2 separate regions of the Bos taurus genome follow, and region 1 is linked to region 2. The links are chromatin contacts, called in public Hi-C maps. All regions are on one chromosome and are shown on one strand. Each heading gives the region's core, a stretch centred on a gene start, on an enhancer-like site or on the middle of the called end of the contact. The rest is flanking DNA. Distances are from core to core; before and after follow the strand shown. Region 1 holds the start of KANSL1 (KAT8 regulatory NSL complex subunit 1). Region 2 overlaps MAPT (microtubule associated protein tau).

The links. Hi-C and Micro-C count contacts between places; a contact is called where the count stands out from the background.
Region 1: a contact with region 2 is called in a Hi-C map of an unstated tissue, with 2.8 times the contacts expected there. The contact joins the promoter of KANSL1 here to the enhancer-like site in region 2. A contact is called at or near these places in 2 of 11 Hi-C or Micro-C datasets (skin fibroblasts and an unstated tissue).

The regions. Positions count from the first base shown.
Region 1 is chr19:46,178,427-46,181,256 of ARS-UCD2.0, reverse strand. It overlaps KANSL1 (KAT8 regulatory NSL complex subunit 1), which reads left to right and starts at 1,363. Exons shown (of 15, transcript XM_059878568.1): 1 at 1,363-1,389.
Region 2 is chr19:46,002,593-46,005,454 of ARS-UCD2.0, reverse strand. It overlaps MAPT (microtubule associated protein tau), which reads right to left. Exons shown (of 12, transcript NM_174106.2): 12 at 1,876-2,346. The coding sequence ends at 2,131. Among named protein-coding and RNA genes, the nearest start is that of MAPT, 51 kb to the right of the region's middle. Within about 2 kb of position 1,609, at least 73 of the 102 cell types and tissues checked have an H3K27ac peak or open chromatin away from gene starts, as enhancers often do. A contact at or near this core is called in skin fibroblasts, where this site is marked.

The DNA.
Region 1 (2,830 bases), core at 114-2,613, 180 kb before region 2:
CTTTGAATTTCTGGGTATATTTGTTATACTTTTAAAAACATTCTGAGAAGGGTACATGGTATGAAAAAGTTAAGAACTCTGCTTTTTGAGTATTCTCTTGGCTTTCACTCTTGGTTTTTAATTTAAAAAAAATTTTTTTTTAATTGAAGTATAGTTGATTTACAATGCTGTTAGTTTCAGGTGTATGGCAAGCTCTCATTCTTACTGCATGAGGCTAAAGAGGGTCCCTGAAATGAGTCGTACCATCTGTGAGGTTCTCATAGTTTTACTGTTTTATTTTTCCAGAGACCCTTCCTCCCTTAACTTTCATACCTCTTCACTGTGTGTTTTTATCTCACCAACCGTCTTTCTGTTCACACTCCTTACTTTACTGTGGATGTCTTTTTCTATGGGGAGTTCATCCTTTAGCATGTCACTGATTGCCATATTTATGTGAAGAACTCTATCATCTCCCCAGATTATCCACCCCCTCCTGAATTCCATAACTGCAGTTGTCCCCGAACGCTTCTACTTGGTTTTACCCCTGGTATCCTGAAATGAACATACTAAAAACTAAAATTCCTCAACAAATGTACATGCTGTCCCTCTTTGTCCGGACCACCATTTTAACTGTCCCCCTGGTTTTGCCACCTTATAGTTATTTTAAAATTTAAGCCACGTAATTTCAAAAAAAAAAAAGGAAAAAATCGAAATCTTTAAAATAAAAAGATACAAAAGGATATATAGTTAAATGTAAATCTTCCTCACACCTGATCCCCTCAGCTCCCCTCCTAGAAGGAAACCACGTTACCAGCTCTTAGAGTGATTTTTTATTCTTTATTTTGGCTATATCTCAAGTCCTTCCTTGTCTGTGAGATGTGTGTCCTTTCCTCTCCAGGCCCTTGTGACCTTATATCTGGTTGACTTTCTATATAAGTATTTGTATGTGTGTATTTTATATACATATATAAAATCTCCCTCTGTGGCCTTCCGGCCTCGAGTTTTCTTCACATCGCTTCCTGGATGAAGAACCTACAAGGGTGAGGGGCCGGGGTTGGGGGTGATGGGGAAGAGGATCTAAAGGGGACTTAGGTAGGGGGTTCGGAGTGACAGACTTGCGGGAAGCTCTGCCAGGATTCCTATTTCTATTCCTGCCACCTGAGGCCCATTTCCAGTCCTCTCATCCAAATGTCTCTCATTTCCAAGCTCCGAGACAGAGACAGCGAGATACACAGAGACAGAGACGCCAAGGCACCAGCATCCCTCTCCCCTTCTGTCCCGCCCCACCACTCTGACGGACATTCGCCGCCAGCCAATAGAGACCCCTATGTCCCTCGGAAGGGCCAATGAGAGATAGAGGAGGGCGGAAGATTCCCCGCCCCCACTTCTAGGCTTGGTTGAGCTGTGCAGGTAGGTCCGGGGGCCGGGGGAGCCGCCGTTGGCACTGGTGCCCCGGGGGGTGGGGGCACGAGTCGGTAGGGGTGATGGTGGGGAAGGGGAGGCGGCCCCAACGGCGGGAGCCCGAGGGGGCGGCCCGGCCGGGAGGCGGGGGGCCGACGGGCCCGGGGAGCGGGCGCCGCCGAGGGCCCTGGAAGCGACTGGGCTGGGGGAGCGGGGACGCGTGTGTGGGGCATAGGGACCCCCTCCCCGCGCCCACCCGCAGGCCTGGGCCTCAGGCTGCGGGCAGAGGGGTCGGGGGCCTGGTACTCGGGGGGCGGGCTGGGCCGGGCCCGGGGCGGGGGGCGCCGAGCACAGCCCGGGGCGCCAGGCCGAGCCGAGGTGGGACGGACCGACGCGGAGAGGAAGGGAAGCTGCATCCCGCGGGCCGCCCCCTTCCAGAAGCGAGCGGAGCAACGGCCGCCGGCGCCCTGCCCTGAGCCCCCTCTCCCTTTCGCCCCCTCCCTAACAATGGGTTTGGGGCAGAAGGAGTCGCCTCACTGCGGGAAGGGGGGTCGGTTTGGGACTGGGGTCCAGGGTGGGGGGAGGGGTGGGAACTCGGGCTCTCCCCTTTCTCTTCGCCCCTTAGCTCTTGCGTTAGGGATTATGGAGGGGCTTTTAAATCCTCCCCGGACCTGGGTCAGAAGTCAAACTCCCCCCAACCCTCCCCCAACCAAAAAAAAAAAAAATCCGACGAGCGTAAGGAAAGTGATGCCAAGTCTTCGACGCCGAAGTGACAAACGCATAGCAGGAACAAATCCACTCCAGAGGTTTTTATTTTTAATTTTTCTTAAAAATGAGGGTACTGTAGGCTTTGAATTTTTAAAAATTTATTTTACAGAGGTGGGTGCTGTTATTTTTGTCCCTAATCGGGCAAGCCTCCATTTTAAGCGAAGCAGTAACTGGTTAAGCTGGAATTTTCATTCAGGCCTAGGACGAGAGCACGAATCCTACAAGAGGTCATTTAATCCATCCTCCTACCTCCACACAAACTTGGCTCAAAATTGTTTGGCCTGTTATTAAAGATTTCTAGGAAAGAAGGGTCTTTTATTTGTAGGACTTGAGTCAAGAATGGCTATTATTTTTCCACATAGAATGGGCTCTGCAACTTAAACTCGAGAAAATTTAGGACAATCAAAATGATCAGAGAGGGTTTAATTTATTAAAACTAAATGTGGCAAGGGCATTTTTTAGTGATCAGATAAAAAATCACTTTTTAATAGTGTTTATGAAGTAACCCTGGATAATCATTTTTCTATCTGAGAAATAATTCTAATAAGCAGTTTTATATTATCTGAAATATGTGTTACACATTTAATCCAATTTTATGGAAAAATATATTTCTTCATACCTGTGGAGATCATACACCACACACATTTGTCCTTTTCCAAAAGGAACAGTTATTTTCTACATC
Region 2 (2,862 bases), core at 360-2,859:
TTGGAGCTGAGGGGTGGGCTGCAGACCTTGCCCCAGTGGGCATTCGTGATGTGGGGAGCTGTCTGACCCTCTCTTGGGGCTGCTATGGGGCTTCTCCTGGACCATCTTCACCACAAGACACATGCCCTCTGCCTGACAGAAGGGAGCCCCGGGTCAGGGAGTGGGTACCGGAGCTGCTGTCCTCTCCCGGGCTTCAGGTGTTCACAGCCGAGTTCCCCATTGTCAGGATCTGGTCTCTGTGGGGTCCCCGATGCTGATGGAAATCTTTCATCAACTGGGAGAGCCACATGGGCCTTCTGGATCCAAGTCCCCGCTGTGGGGTGAGAGACACCTGGGACTCCCGCGAGGGCGGGTTAGAAACCTCTTTACAAGCATTTCAAGATACATGCGTCCTTTTTTTTTTTCTTTTCACTATCATAGTCACTCTGGTGAATCCAAGCATAAACAGACAAATCAGACTACAAGGCGACAGGGTGTGGACGGGGAGGGGAGGGCGACATCTATGTATATGTTCAGCTGCTCCACGACAGACCACCCTGCTTCCCGCTGGGTCGGGGGGAAGAACCAGTTCCGAGGGGGCACGTTTCACTTTTTGGGGTGCAGAGGGCCGATGACACAGACTTGGGATCGAGCAACGCCTGGGCTCCAAGAGGCTGGCAGTCACAAGCTGGGGCAGAAGTGGGGGACAACGCGGGCGTGGTCTTGCCCGCCTGCCCCAGTGCCATCTCTGGCATCCGGGACGGCCAGCCTGCTGCCAGCTCAGCACTGGACGGGGACTGGGCCCAGACAAGGCATGAACATCCAGGGTCACTGCGAACCCCACCCTGGCTTGCGACTCTGATGGCGGTGGGGGCAGGGAACTGAGTACGGTGGTGGGGGCCATTGTGAGGGACACAGCTGGATGCCTATAACTCAGAGAGATGGAGGTCCCGGTGTCTGGACCTCGCCCTCCTTGACTTCCCCCTTGGTATAGAGCAGGTGTCGCCCCATCGGAACAATGTCCATTACCGAGAAGGGGTGGGTGGCGAGGCGGGGAACTCGGGACAGCATGACGTAGTGAGGGGACAGGCAGTGACCAGGCTCCGCACGGCAGACACACAGGCGTGGTGGGGGCAGACGCAGGGCTGCATGGCCGTGGGAAGGAGGAGAGGTTTAGGACCGGAGGCCCAGGCTTGGGAACAGGCAGGTGCTCCCAAGAGGCACAAGTCCTTACAAAGAGAACTGGTTAGCCCTAAGTCCCAGATCTGTGAGGTGGCCAAAAACGCGGCTGTAGTTCCCACCTTCAGAACTCAATAAAACGGGGTTTCTAGGGGGCGGAGCGAAGCCCCTCAGCTCAGGACCCCCCACCCACCCTGCGAGAAGCAAGGAAGAGGCCAGCGCTCGGTGGTCTTTTCCAAGGAGGTTACCCACACGACGTCCTTCCCATCACCTTCCTTCTCCTGCCCCGTCCCTTCTCCCCGCAGAGGGTAGGCCTCCGCCGACCCCGAGCCGCCAAGAACGGGACGCCGCTTGGCCCGAGGCTGCGGCGGGTGGTGGAGGCTGTGCCCAGCCCGCTGCCCTCCAGGCAGGCCCCAGCGTCCCCGCCCCGCACAGGCCCCTCCGCTTCCCGCCCCGCCCCCTGCCCCGCCCCGCCCAGCCCGTCCGGCTCCAAAGGCGGCCCCGTGCGCCTGTGGCTCCACCCATGTGCCGAGTTTCAAGTCCCTTGTTGCCACTGCTGCCTCGGGCACACCCCCAGAACGGGGCACCCCCGCCCCCAGGCCTGGAGAGCCCCCGGAAGCAGCTTTCAGAGCCTCCCTTCTCTCTCTTCCACTCAGAGGGGGAAAAAAAAAGAATCAAAGTAACTGCCCAAGGAAATTCCGGGTGGGGCCCTCTTTTGGAGTGTTTTTAAAAATACTTTATTAGGACTGGCCCACCCATCAATTTGGGAAGCTGAACTTGGCTCTGTTCCGGTCACTGATTTGGAAGCCCCGAGCCAGAGCTGAGCGACAAGCAGGTTAGTGATTAACCGAGGAACCGATCTGTGAGGAGCAGCTGGGGGAGGGCAGAGGGCGAAGGGCCAGAGCATTATTCTTTTTTTTCCCACACTCTCACTCTCTTCTCTCCACGATTATTGACCGCCCCGGGGCCTGATCACAAACCCTGCTTGGCCAGGGAGGCGGACACCTCGTCAGCGAGGGTGGCGAGCTGCGGCGAGTCCACCATGTCGATGCTGCCGGTGGAGGACACGTTGCTGAGGTGCCGGGGGGAAGTGTCCCCCGACACCACCGGTGACTTGTACACGATCTCCGCCCCGTGGTCGGTCTTGGCTTTGGCGTTCTCGCGGAAGGTCAGCTTGTGGGTTTCGATCTGTAAGAGAAGAGCGGGCAGGCTAAGGAGGAGAGCTGGGTCGGGTGACCCCCGCTGGCCTTGGGAGGGAGGGAGCCATGGTGGCCATGACGGCTTCATGGCTTCCCAACAGCTAAGCTGCAGCATCCTAGTCACCTGCCAGCCAGCCCCCCAGGCCCCCTCTCCAGAAGCAGTGACCATTGTGGGTTTTTGGTGTACCCTTCTAGGAATAGCCCACACATGCAAACCTATATGTGTGAGTAGAGAAAAAAATACATATACGTGTACATATATGCATACATATGGCAACAGTATCCACATGCTTCGCACTCTGGTGTTTAGGTTTAATACCTTGCATTGTCCCTACACAGCTCCCTCACTGCTTGTTGAGGCTGCTTGCTTTCCCATCACAGCAGATGTACCAAAATGTATCTACTCCCCTGTGGGTAGATATTTAGGTTGTTCCAATCTTTTGCTCTCACAGACAATGCTGTGTGGAAAGTGTTGAATACCCTTGTACTCACATCATTTCACATA